Linked DNA regions of Capra hircus: region 2 is linked to region 1. A link is a contact called in public Hi-C data. All regions are on one chromosome and are shown on one strand. Each heading gives the region's core, a stretch centred on a gene start, on an enhancer-like site or on the middle of the called end of the contact. The rest is flanking DNA. Distances are from core to core; before and after follow the strand shown.

Region 1 (6,658 bases), core at 1,425-3,924:
GGAAGGAGGTGGAGAAAGTACAGGCTAGAGCCTCAGATAATGTCTTTTCAATATTAAGTTATTGGGTTTGATTATCTTCAAAAATGTGCTTATTAAAGAACATTTCAGAAATCAGAAAAAACCTTTAGGAAAGGAAATTCCCCATATTTCCCTCTGCTGAAGAGGATGCAGGCACTGAGAGAGGGTGATGTGGGGCCTATGCAGGGGGTTGGCCCTGAAAGGCCTGCTGCACATCATGGACACATCATAGACACCAGCTCCTGGGGCTAGTGTGGCTGCTGTGAGCTGGGCACCAAGGTCTAGAGCTGTCCTGGGTACACCTGGACCTGTGGGAGGGTGTGGCCACAGGGTGGGCCTCCCTGCCTGCTCACGTATGGAGGTCAGAGAGGGCTGGTGCCAACTTTCTGGACTCTGGGAACAGATAAGCAGGATTCTCCCTTAGGATGTTCTGGGAGGATCATCCAGACGGACAAACCTCTGGCCAGTTCATTCTCTCCCTGCTCCCCAGACACCCTGGTCGATGAGATGTAGGCAGCCTCCAAGTTCATGGGTGGAGGACCTCCCTGTGCAGGCCTAAGGGGTCAGCTTCGGCTCAGTGGCCCTGCTTGGCTCCTTCCTCTTGCTCCAGTGCCAGGCACATTGAGGAGGGAGGGAGGGACGAAAAGAGAGAGGCAGGAGAGTCCAAGGCCACTGGGAAGGATCCTTTCTTCTGAACCAGCTACATGAGCACTTTTCTAACAGTTTCTGGGAATCCAAGGGTTCCAGTAGGGGTTTGGGGGCAGGCTGGGGAGCTTTGGGGGGGAGCACTGTCTTTTTATCTGGAAGTTTGGCATCACGGTGTATTTAGAAAAAGAGTTTTCAAGACTGAACCATTGATCTGGTCTGGCAGGCAGAAAAGAGGACCCAGAGAGGTCAGAGATTGGTCCAACTCGCCCAGCAGTAGGGTGGGGTGAGGGGTGGGATGAGGGGTCAGGGGAAGAACCTCAGCTCTGGGGCTTGGGTATGAGGTGTGCAGTAGTCTCTTCCCACAGAGCTTCCAGCTGGGGTGGGGACCTGGGGGAGGAGAAGGAGGAACTGGATCTTAGGGAAGTTGGGTGTTGAAGACTGGAATCTAGGGCCTCAGGGGAGTGGGTGATCCTGGGGGCTGAGGCTGGCCCCCAGGATCTTTATACAGGAAGGGGTGTTGGGAAGTGGGGGTACCACTTGGGCTGAGACGTGTTGTGCTGTACCAGGCCCTAATGAAGCCTGAAATGCACCTGCATATGGGTCGAGCTGTGATGGCCTCTAGCGTCCTCTTACAAGCCCAGGTCTGTCCCACTGAAGGGGCCAGTTTTTCTTTGCTGGGCACCTAGAGGGCCGTTAATCGGAAACTGTGTTTTCATGGTAAGCAGTTTGTTTTTACTTGGATTGGGTTTATCTTGAGGTGGTTTGGGGGAGACTGAGGGAGAGTGGGAGGTCAATGCTACTCCTTCCACCTCATGGATCCCTTTAGGGTCCCCGTAGTGGAGCTGGGCCCTGTGACCTTGGAGTTTGAGGGGAAGCTGTAGGCACGGAAAGAACGGGCCACCTGCACCCCACAAACCTGCAGCCAATGGACATGTTCCTCTGCATCTAGTGCCCAACTGGTGTCCTGAGTTAGATCCACAGCAGAGTAGAAGTGGGCATTCCTATCTCAGTTTTCCAAAAGATTCCAGCCTACCTCCTCTCTCCCAGCCTTGGCCCACCCACAGCCCTCTTACACCGTTCAGATCAGTCCCATACAGGTTCCCACCTTTTGGTTACCTTCTCCCAAGCTGGTCTGTCCCAAACATCCAAGGGATGAGCTAGGCGTGGGAAGTGGGGGCTGGGTGAGAAGGAGTCATCCGGGGACCCATCGGCAGTAGCTCTGGCTCCGCAACACATGATCTGCACCCACTGCCCGCCCTTCCTTCTCCCCTCTCCCCTGCCTCTTCTCGATCTCTGGCGCCAGACGGGCCGAGCCCTCGCGGAACTGCGGGCGTCTGGCTCCAGAGAGCCACCTCCGCCTCTGCGGCGGAAAGGCCGGCCCGCCTTGCCAGGGGGCCCGCTGGGTTGGGGAGGGCTGACTTTCAGCTCACCGGGCCCCGCCGAAGCCGTCGAAGATGCGCCTTCGATCCCCGGGCCAGCAGCAGGAGGCTCGCGCCGCGCCCCAGCAATGAACCCATCCGTCGCGGAGCAAGGGGATTATTAGTTTGCTCTTCGTGGAGCGTCGGTGGGCTGGGTGAAGGCCTTGAGAGATCGAGTGGGTGGAGGGAGGTCTGAACACCGCATCCAAACACCACGGGGCCTCTAGGGGCGAAGGCCAGGCAGGACCCCGCGGGCGCGGCAGGCTCGGGTCTTCCCGCTTCCTGGGACCCGCGGCGGGTCCTCCCGACGGCTCCGAGCCGGCTCAGCCGTGCGGCTGCAGTGACACCCAGTGGCGGTAGCGGGAAGTGCAGGCGCCTGTCCCTCGGCTGCAGTTGTTAAGTCCGCGCCTCTCGAGGTTCCCACTCGTTGTTACGAGCGGGCACCCCCAGGAGAGACGGTCTCGCTTTGCAGACTGCCCCGCGGGGCACTTCCCTTTCCCCTCCCCCAGTTTCCTCCCCTGCAGTCGCCCGAGCACTGGGAGATCCTGCAAGGCTGCAGTGCCCGGAAGGGCGGGGCGGGGCGCAGCGGCGGCGCTGGGCTGTGACCCTGAGCAGTTTCACTTCTGGATCCTGCTCGGGGTGTGATGGGAGAGTACCTGGGCTGGGGGAGGAGGGGGGGAACACACGGCTCGCCGAGGTCCAGGGCTCAGGACCCCGAGTAAAGGATGGGTTTTTGCTTCTGGGGTGTCACGCGACCCACGCCTTCCTCCATTTTCCACCCCGCCCCACGGGTTCCACTCCGCTGTCCCCGGAGCCACGGCTCCTCCCCAGCAGCCGCCGCCTCCGCCGGGGCTGCCGACCCCCGGAGAGGCCCCGAGCGGCGTGGGCGGCAGGAGGAGCGAGCTGTGAAGCCGCAGGCAGGGGGTTAGGCTGCGGGCTGCTGAGACGCCGAGCTGTTTCTCAGAAGTGCAGTTGCCCCTCCCCTCACACCCCCCTCAGCTCCCACCTCGCACCGCACTCCTTCCCCCTGCCCCCACCCCGGCCTTCGCTGTCCTCTCCCAGGAAACCCCAACTCGGGAATCTGGTGTCAGGGTCCACGAAGATTTAAGAGAAGGTCCTGAGAGAGGACGGCGCTGGCAGGGCCGAGATTCAGACCCAACCTCTCTGCTCATATTCCGAGCCTCCCACCATCCACTGCCCTGTCCCCACCCCACCCCCAGCTTGTGGGCCAGGGTTGGAATTTTATAGAACGGGTTCCTGTGACCACTTGGGAACATCTTAGGCCTCCAGTCTCCTGACTCCAGCGCCCCACCTCCCTCCCAGTGCCTGAGTTTTGGGGGAGAGAAGGAAGAGCCCACAAAACCCTCTTTCTCTCCTATTCTTGTTTCTGGACAATGGGAAAGCCCTGGCTAGAGCAGTGAGGTTGAGGGCAGGCTGAGTCTGTTGGAAAGAACTTCAGAAACCCCTGACTCCGGGCGGGGTAGGGTAGGGGTGGAATCTAGGCGCAGAGAGAGAAACCAAAGCGCCCAGAGTGACCCAGAGAGCGGCAGGGCTGAGGTTGCAACCCAGGAGTCCGGACACTCAGCTGGAATCAGTGAGGCCAGCGTTTGTTTTTTGGAGACTTCAGGGCTCTGCTGGATTCAGTGACTCGGCCTGCTTTCTCCTGCTTTCCCCCATCGCGGGCGCTCGCACACAGTTTGCAAGGAGAGGGAGGTGGAGGTGCTGAGGATGTGATTCCAGTGGGGGTGGCGTGGGGCTGGAACCCCAGGAAGGATGAGCCTGGGGAAGGAGGCAGCATCTGTCCCCCACCCCACACTCTACTTCCCATCCACCAGCCGCCGCCCCCAGGGCTGTGGTTTATTTGACTAGGCAGCCCTTTGGGGCCGGGTGGGGGGGGGTGGGGGGGCACTCGGGGGTTGAGGGGAAAGGCGAGGTGATGGGAAAAGCTGCTCTGGGGCTCCCTGCCCCCTCAGTCCTGGGGAAGGGGGACGCTTGACATCACCCGCAGGCCCTCTAACCCCATTCTTTCCACTGCAGGCTCTTTCCTTGGGTATGTTCAGTTATTCTGGGGGAAGGTCTGTTATTTGGGGGGAAGGGAGGCAGCTGCCTACTTCACAGGTCAAGACAGAGTTAAAAACAAAACCGCAGCAAATTCAACACCCCGTGTCCTTCAGGGACTTTCCATGACACCTTCCTTCCCCCTCTCCCCTCAAGCCAGGGAGCACCTCCCCAGAGGGCCTCCCCACCCCAGGTGCAGTGGCTTTTGGCTTTTATGCAAACAACTGTCTGACTGGGAATGCTCTGCAGCCTGACCTTGTGTGTCCTGTGACCTTGTGTGTCCTGCAGGAGCTCCTCTGCCAGCCCTCCGCTGGCCTGGCCTTCCCAGGACTCTCACCCTTTGCCCCCAACTCTTCCTCAGACTCTGGATTCCAGGGGATGGGAGGAAGGCCAGGAAGCCAGGTCCTTGGCCCTCTGCCTGCCCTGGGGTGGCAGTTGCCTGCAGGTGGAGGTTTGCACCGCAGCAGTGAGCAGTCAGGGTGAATGGCCTGGTTGTGTGGAGAGATGGGGGAGGGGGAGGGTGCAGGTGTGGGGTGGCCTCCAAGGCCAGGCCCACCCTGCTGCCTCTAAAGCATCCACTCAGTTCCTGAGAATTAGTAAAGGAAGCTATCCTCAGCCTGGAAGAAAGTCCATTCAGCCCCAACCCCAGCCCAGTCAGCTGCTGAGCTGGCTCCTCAGCCAAAGAGGAGTCTCCCTGCCTCCCTTTCCTCTTCTTCCTGAGCTGCTTCAGCTTTGGGAAGGGAGTTAGGATGGGGAAAGCCACAGATCATCCTCTCCAAGGCTACCGAGTGGCCATTTTTAAATGTATTCAATGCTCCCAAACACGGGCAGGCTGCCAAGCCGTTCCTCCCTCCCTGGCCTTAGTGTTGAGATTGGAAAACCAGCTGGAGAGCCTCAGGACAGTCTGGTGGTATTGAAGGGAGGGAGATGGTGCTGAACTCAGAGCCGTGAAAGCTGCCACCAACCTGGCCCCATGTTAGCTAGTCCTGAACTTCAACAGTGTCTTCCTCCCACCTCTTCCCCAGGGGAAGGGAAAGGTGCTCTGGGTGCGGCTGAGCAGAAGGCCAGACCAGCTCTCAGATTCTTTTCTGAGAGAGAATAGAGGCTATCAAGACAGGAAGAGAGCCACGTGATCCCAGCACCACTCTCCTAGGAGTTACCCCCACAGGCACCCAGTTTGGGCCTCCAAGTATCTACAGACTACATCTCAATATGGTGGCTGAGTTCAACTGCAAGTTGAGTTTCCCAGCGTGGATGTTTCTGAGACCCCAGAGATGGAAAAGTCAGGAGTTGCCTATCCTTTAGGAAGGATCCCTGCTGGGAAGGGAGGGTGGAGTGGTGTCTTGAAACTGGGAGACACCATGCCCAGTGTGTCGTGTTTGCCATATCCAGGCCCCCAACCTCCTCAGGTCCCCTTAGTGAACTAAGGGCCAGCGGACCCAGAGTCCCACCATGGGGACACGGGGCCAGGAGTAGGACACCAACGGCAGGCTCAGCAAGGCATCAGGCAGGATGTTTTAGTTCAGTGATAATTCTGCTTATCTAAGTATCTGAACTTTAAGAAAGAGCCAGAGGAGCTAAATTAAGAAAATACTCCTAGGGGCAGAAGGAATTCCATTTTCCAACAACAGCAACAACAAATGACAGGCATGCACGATGATTAAACACACCAGTATTTTTTATTTCATTTTTCAATGTAAAAATCAAACATAATAAAGAAACTTTGAAAACTATCAGCAGGGTTGTTTTCAAGGCGGGAATGCACTCATTAGGGTTCTGGCAAAGTGAGCATTGCTACATTTCAAAAGCTGAACCTGTACAGTCTTTACAGAGGAGTAGGGCACTACAGTGCTCCAAGGGGTCGGACTCCAGGTAAGAGGGAAGGTCACTGCTGGGCAGGGAGGGCATTTCTGAGAAACCCAGACCAGAGTGCTGAGAGCTCAGGCTGCGTCAAAACCACTCAGCAAGGTTTCCCTCCCTCACTCCTGGTGGGAAGGCAACCCTGAGCCCCAAACCCCGTTCCCTTCTCTGCCCCCTCCTCCACCCCGTCATTCTGCAGACAAGGGTCATCCACAGACCACACGTGTGGTGGCTTTGGCAGCCAGAAATTAAAAATAAGCTACGGTTTTTCCAGTAGCCAAAATGATCCCTCACCAAAGCTTACAGACTGAGAACTTGAGCATGCAAAACCACAGTCTGGGTAAAGGGATGTCTGCTTTTCAAATGACCTGCTAATTCTTTGCAACCCACAGTAATTTGGTTTCTGTGAACCCACAGAAGCAGGCCCACTGAAAAGGGCCTTGTCTGCTAACCTGGAAAAGTCCTTGTGTAAATGAGTCACTGGCAATGGGATCAGTCATTTTTAAGGCTGCCCCATTTTCCTAACATGTCAAAAGTTCTATTCTCAGTCTTCTTAGGAGAGGAAGAAGCAAAGCTGCCCCCACATACAGAAAATGAAGTAGGCCCCACAGACGCGTGACTTGGGCTTGGGAGAAGGTGGTGACATCGTGGGACTG
Region 2 (6,658 bases), core at 1,488-3,987, 95 kb after region 1:
GGAAATCCCAAAAGTTTTATATTAAATAAGAAATACGCCAATATCTATAAAATTCGTATTTGTGAACTACCCATTTCTCAACTATCAGATAGAAGAGATATTATTATAGCACAAATAACAAAATTCAGTAACATAAAGAATCTCTGTGTAGAAAATATTCAGGATGACAAATTGGGAGAAAAGAAATAATTCTAGTTCTCGATTTATTACATGCATTAACTCTTCATCTTTACATGACAAACTTTCTATTTCAAAAGCTTATTTCATCTGACATCTTCACACACAGAAATTCTCAATAAATGTCTGGTGATGAGTGAAAAAATAAATAACTTTTAAAAAAGATTTTATATGTTGAAGAAATACTGACTATATAGTTTCACATTTCACAATAAACCATAGCATATTAATCTGGTCCCCAAATTAGGCAGAAAATAAAAGTACTTCATCAAGTACTCTACTTGCTTACAGTGCCAAGATATGACAGGTATACACTATAGGTCAAATTCTAAACTGGGACCAAAATATCAAAATAATATAAAAGTACTTTAAATATCAAACACATAGACCAGATTAGCCAATCTTGAGTAGCTATAATAAACCAGATATTTTATTACACCAAATACTCTGATCCTCAAGGACGTGATGTTAGAATAGACAAATTCACATCACTAACCCTTCTGTTAATCTTAGTTTTTAAGTGTGAAATCTTAGCATCAAGCATACCATGTAACATCTATCTCCACAGATTATGAATATAATCTACTCATCTAAACTCACCTAGTGATTCAATTCTGTATTCTCTTTCCATTTATAGCCTGTACATTCCAAATAAAATTCTACACAAGTTTTCATTCCCTTTTTATTCAGCTTATCAAAAAGTCAGTTAGGGCTTTAATATCCTGAATTATGCTATTTAGTTAATAATTTATTTCACATTAAATAAATGAATTCAGGGGCATTAACATTTATAGAGAAACATTCCAGTTTCCACTATCTTACACTAATTCATATGTTATTCTTGAGAATGAAATGATAATGACTAAGACTAGGAAAAAATAGTTTTGGAGTATTGATCTATCACTTCACAAAAATAAACTCAGGAATTCATTTGAAATAATTAAAGCCTGAGTTGTTTTTTTTATTATTTTTTCTGCTGTACAACAACCTAATTTTTTCCCGTTCTTGGTCAATGAAATCTTTACATGATAAGAATTACACATCATAAACCATTGTTCAAATATTCAAAGTATAAATTTTTAGATTTACTTTTAAACCTTGATTTAAAGCAAAAAGTTTTTCATAAGAGAAAACCCTCAAAATATTTTTCAATAATGATCATTAAAATTTTTTTTTTACAGAATACTAAATATGTACTGTGCACTGACTTATCAGTTGGCGCTCTACTTAGAGGAAAAAAAAAAACACGTATAAGTGCCAAGTCAGTTTAAAATTATAAACATACCCATGTGTAAATTAAAGATTTACAATCACAGTACTGTGCTCAATTATACATGAAACAAAATTTACTTTGTGTCCTGACATATTCAATCAAGTTTTAATAACTTCATAGATCCTAGACCTAAAGCAGCCAAAGATCAAGGTATACTGGCAATAAGAGAGCCTTCAATCATTATGAAGAAAATATCCAAGCTATTGATAATTATTTATCAAGTTAACATTTTAATTAGGTGTCAGTGTCTCATTTACTAATAGAATGAATACGTTTCTCACAAATTTTGATTTTCTATTTTCTGATTTTCTCCTCCAACTTGAGATGCACCTGCCATTTTCAAGGTTTTAGAAACACTTGTGGAGAAAACTGTTGAAAAGTTTAAAATAACACTGTGAAATTTTAGTTATCCCAAGGAAGTATATATATCCCAATAATACTGAAAATTTGGGGGGAAGTGAGGATAGTTTAATAACTTTCAAAATTAATTCAAATGAAACTTTTCATGTGAACTTAATTTTTTGCTTTGAGTAAATGTTATCATTAGAAGACTGAGTACCAAGGGAAGCACAAATGCCATTACTTAAAAATTTACCTTCCCATATGACAGCATTTACCCTTGGGGGTAAAAAAAGTCACCTTTCATCCTAAAGAAGTCACTCAGGTTAGCCCAATTCCAACGGACATTGAAGCCATGGGCGAAAAAATCATGCAAAAGGATGTTATTTCCACCTTAGGTTTGCTGCCATTTCAGGGACACCCCGTAAGTACTCCTCCTCTGCAGAATCAGAGTTGACCCCTGACAACCCCTAAGAGGTAAAACTGCGGAGAAATTATCACTGTCCAAAGTTAGGTTGGGGGTAGGGGAGAGGTAGCAAATGAGAGATGTATGAAAACCGACACGCTTTGCCCTCTGAAATGCCTATTTACTTTTGACAAAAGAAATAAATAGAAGCAAAACCGAGATTCAGAAGGAACTCTCTCTGCTGCGTGCACCGGTTGAGCATCAAAGACCCCGTAGAAAAGAAGCAGGCTGGAGGCTCACCTTCCATCTCGCCGCCGGGCTGGGCTGGAGCTGCCGCTCTGGCTACCCAGCCGCTCCACGTGCTCCTGCCTTCGCCGGGACGCAGCGTGCAGCTGGCGGGAGATTCGCAGCGCGCAGCTGTCGGGAGATTCCCAGCGCGGGGAGTCCCCGGGATCCGGGCGCCGCGTCGGCGCAGATTGAAAGGGGCAGGAGCCGGCGACCGGACTGTGCGCGGGGTTACAGCGGCGCTGGCTGGCGGCGGCTTTAAAGGACGCTCACCGCCAAGGTATCTACTGCGCCTCCAGCCGCCTTTTGAATGTCAAAGCCGAGAACCCCAATAGGAAGGAAATGGCAAGACAGTAAATTGTCTCCAAATGTGTATTTTAGAAGGATAATGGAGAAGAGAGTAATATCACACGGCGGGAGGGAGGATCTGGATTGCTTTCTTGCAAGTCTAAGTTCAAAGAGGTTTGTCTTGAGCAAAATCTGGAACTTTTGATCTAGATTCAGGGATGATAGCCATAAATACCATCAATGAGCACTCTATTAAATGTAATATGTTCTTCTTCCTCAACTTTTCATCTCACATAATAAAAGTTCTTGGTCCAAGTTTTCAGGAGGTTCTAAGACAGTTCCAAAGAGTGTTGGCACTTTCATCAACTCAACTTTTTCAATTTTGGAAGCAATATTCTCACTTTATTTTCCCTTTTGGAAACTGCTTGGTTTATTTCCCACCACTCACAAAACACTACACATTGTATTTATGTGTGTTTATTTTCTACTACCTTACCTTCTTCCTAATAGGATCTGAGACAGCTTACAAAAATACATATATAAGGCATCAGTACTAAGAGATTGGGGTGGGAAGGGGAAGATACACTAAAGACAGTAAAACGTTAGTTGTACACAGAGTGAACATCTTTTCCCAACATCCTTCCCACATTATAGAGATGAAGCACACATTTGACTATAGGGAGAGGGAAGGGGAGGTGAACATATAATTTTTAAACAACAGAATTTTTCTTCACACTGAAGTTGAAGTTACCCAGTATGTTAAACATGTAAATGATTCTCAAAAAGACCATTTTGCCTTTGTTAGAAACGTATGTGGTTGGTATATACAAGTATATTTGAGACTTAAGGTTGGGAGTTTACGCATCAGAAGTCCACACCAGAGTAAACCCATTCTTATCCAGTTAAAGAATACATATTGTAATTTTACGAATTTTAGTTTATTTTAAATACGCCTTGGTATAGGAGACATATATATAGATATAGGTACATAATTTTTAAATGAGTTAATAACTTGTAATGGCTTTGTTTTACGATTATGGCACCATGACAACATCTCTATAACGTGCATGGGATGGAGTTCTACAGGATAATAACAATTTCGGAGAAATACTCTAAACACTAGGTCTAATTTTAGTATCGAAAGGGGAAATTTGTTGTTTGTTAGTTTCTAAAGGCAAAAATAGCACATCAAAAGTAGCAGAAGAGGAACTGTAAAATTTCACAGGGATGGTGTAAGGATGAATAGTTATTTGGTTATTAAAAGTTTTAGAAGGTGTTTAGCTTCCATTACAATGTTCTTTATACTTATCAATGGCATGTGTTACTACTCTGTGAATAATTAGCTCAGTATTGAGTATTTCAGACTCAAAAACGTGATACTTAAGGGGATAGATTAAAAGTAAGTGGGTAAAATAATTGATGCAGCTATTTCACCCTCAAGGAGGTAGAGCATAAATCCCCACTCCTTAAAGTGTGCAATACACTTTTGGGTGTTTCTAGTGGCCTAGTGATTAGGATTCCGGGCTTTCACTGCCATGGCCTGGGTTTAATCCCTGGTCAGGGAACTGAGATCCCACAAGCCACACAAAGCACCCCACCCCCCAAAAAAGGTTTGTTTTTTTTTTTTTTTTTTTAAAGAATGGTATTCACATAGTGACATCCTTCCAAAGATTACAGTATGGAAAGGTATAGGAAAGAGAGTAACTTTATATGACAGAAACCAGACAAATACTACCTCAGGCAGGTGATCAAGTTAACAACAACAATGATATAAGGCATGTGACAGTATGTGCCCTTGATATATACTTGAATATGGTACTTCACCTCCATAGCCTTCCATCCATAAACCCTAACCTAGAGGGTTAACTTAGACTGGTTAAGCTCCAGTCTAACCTAGAGGCATTCTGCAAAGAGCCTGACCAGTTCAGATCAAGTCAATGTCATCTCAAAACCCATTAACTGTCAAGGTCATCAAAACCAAGAAATGTCTGAATAACTGTCACCGCTAAGGAGACTTGATGACTAAATGTAACAAGGGATCCTGACTGGGATCCTGGAGCAGAAAAAGGCCATTAGGTAGAAACTAAGGAAATCTGAATCAAGTATGGACTTTATTTAATAAGGTATCAGTTTGGTCATTACTTGTGAGAAAGGTATCATAACAAATGTAAGATGTTAATTGTAAGGAAATAGGTGGGCATACATGAGAACTCGGTACTATCTTCACAATTTTTCTGTAAATGTAAAACTATTCTAAAATTAAAAGTTAGTTTTAAAACAGTAGATGGATTCTTTGAACAAATCACTACTCATTTGGTTAAGTCTCTTCTTATAGTATTCAAGGTTGATCACAGAGGGTTTACAAGGATCAATTACTTATAACTGGGAAGCTAATAAAACGCTGTGGGTTTAATGATAAACTTCCAGGGAATCAGAGATAATGCCTAAATTTGTCTTTATTATCATTACTTTAAGAAGGGAACAGTTGAGACTAAACCATGAATCTAGACACGGTAACTGACAAGGGTGGATCTGACTCACCGAATCACATTTCATGGTTTATGCTATGTAGTAACATTAACAGTGACTAAAACTGAAATCACTGACAAAGGCTGCTCCTGGACCATCTGAGATAGTCCAAGTACTGACTCGGCTCAAAGGAAATAAAACTGAAAACTCTTGATCTCACCCCAAGTAATCATTCTGCACCCTGTCTGAACCTTGGCTCTCTACCCATCAGCCTACTCAAAACCACGACGGAGGGTGTCCCGCTGCTAAGAAACAGACAATACGCAGGGCTTTCCAGGCCAGTAAATGAGTAGCCAAGAAGGAACCATGAAAGACACTGGCCTGGTCTCTTTTGGAGCTCGCTGATATTGACTGAGCATCTACCCTGCAAAAAAAAAAGCATTTGGAGATCTTGCCTTTCAACTTGGCTCGTGTTTTTGTTTTTGTTAAAGCAGGCTTACTTCACAGCCCCGGATACACTTGTAAGTGGAGTCTCTCAACATCGTATGATACTGGAAGTTGAAAATGAAGGTTAAACGTTCCTCTAGAGTGCAAAGCCCTGGAGACGCCTTGTTGGTGCACTCGTTCTTCGGGTTCTTCATTCTGTGGGTTAGAACACAGGTGGGTGAAAACTGGGAGTTAAGAATTTGAAAAAGATTGTGCACACAGTTTCAGACAATTCATAAGAAAGGCATAGGGGCACGCGGGGCTCTCTGCTTCCTGTGAAGTGGAAGCTTCTCCTTCCTCAGATCCTAATGTAATCTCATCCCCTATCCGCCCTATCCCACTGCGCCCACCGCGTTCCTCTCATCGATTTCTTCAGCTCCTAGACTAAGGAAATGACTAAAACGCCAACGCTTTTCTTCTCTCACCGACTGCCCAGCGAACTAAGCGGACAAGAGCGCAGGAAAATGGCGCCAGATTGGAGGCGCGAAGCACCGGAAGCATCCGCATGCCAGCGACCGCGTGCGCGCGAGGGGCGGGGCGCTCGCCTCCCGTGCACCTGCCAGGGCCCTGCCCTCTGCACAAGCCCCGCCCCCAGCCCCACCCACGCGCGACAGGCCGCGGAGCACGCTCGCGCTCTCCTGCGCGTCCGCTCCCTTTGTAGCTACGCACGGTAGGGGAGCGGACCCTGGCGGTTTGCTCCGCTCGGTGGAGGAGAGATGGGGAGGCGTGGCGCTGGGGCTGAGGTAGGAAGGAGCCCGCCCCTCGACGCCTAACCCTCCCGCGACGCTAGCCCCTGAGTCGTGATGCGAGCGTGGGTCCTACTCTCCGCGGTGCTCTGGTACCTCACAGGAGGTGGGGCTCCTCCCGCCCGGCCCCCAGGCTTCCCGCAGCTTCCCGGTCCAGCCTCCCCGCTTCGCCCCGCCCCGCCCCAGTCT

Evidence for each region. A called contact is a pair of places that touch in the nucleus more often than the background predicts.
Region 2: a contact with region 1 is called in a Hi-C map of blood, with 4 times the contacts expected there. The contact joins the promoter of IKZF3 here to the enhancer-like site in region 1. A contact is called at or near these places in 2 of 5 Hi-C or Micro-C datasets (both in blood).

What each region holds. Positions count from the first base shown.
Region 1 is chr19:39,758,342-39,764,999 of ARS1.2, forward strand. It overlaps a transcript of IKZF3 not described here. Among named protein-coding and RNA genes, the nearest start is that of GRB7, 17 kb to the left of the region's middle. Within about 2 kb of position 2,675, at least 4 of the 5 cell types and tissues checked have an H3K27ac peak or open chromatin away from gene starts, as enhancers often do.
Region 2 is chr19:39,852,846-39,859,503 of ARS1.2, forward strand. IKZF3 (zinc finger protein Aiolos) reads right to left here and starts at 2,738. Exons shown (of 8, transcript XM_005693758.3): 1 at 2,496-2,738. The coding sequence starts at 2,502. It overlaps ZPBP2 (zona pellucida-binding protein 2), which reads left to right and starts at 6,145. Exons shown (of 8, transcript XM_013972121.2): 1 at 6,145-6,575. The coding sequence starts at 6,527.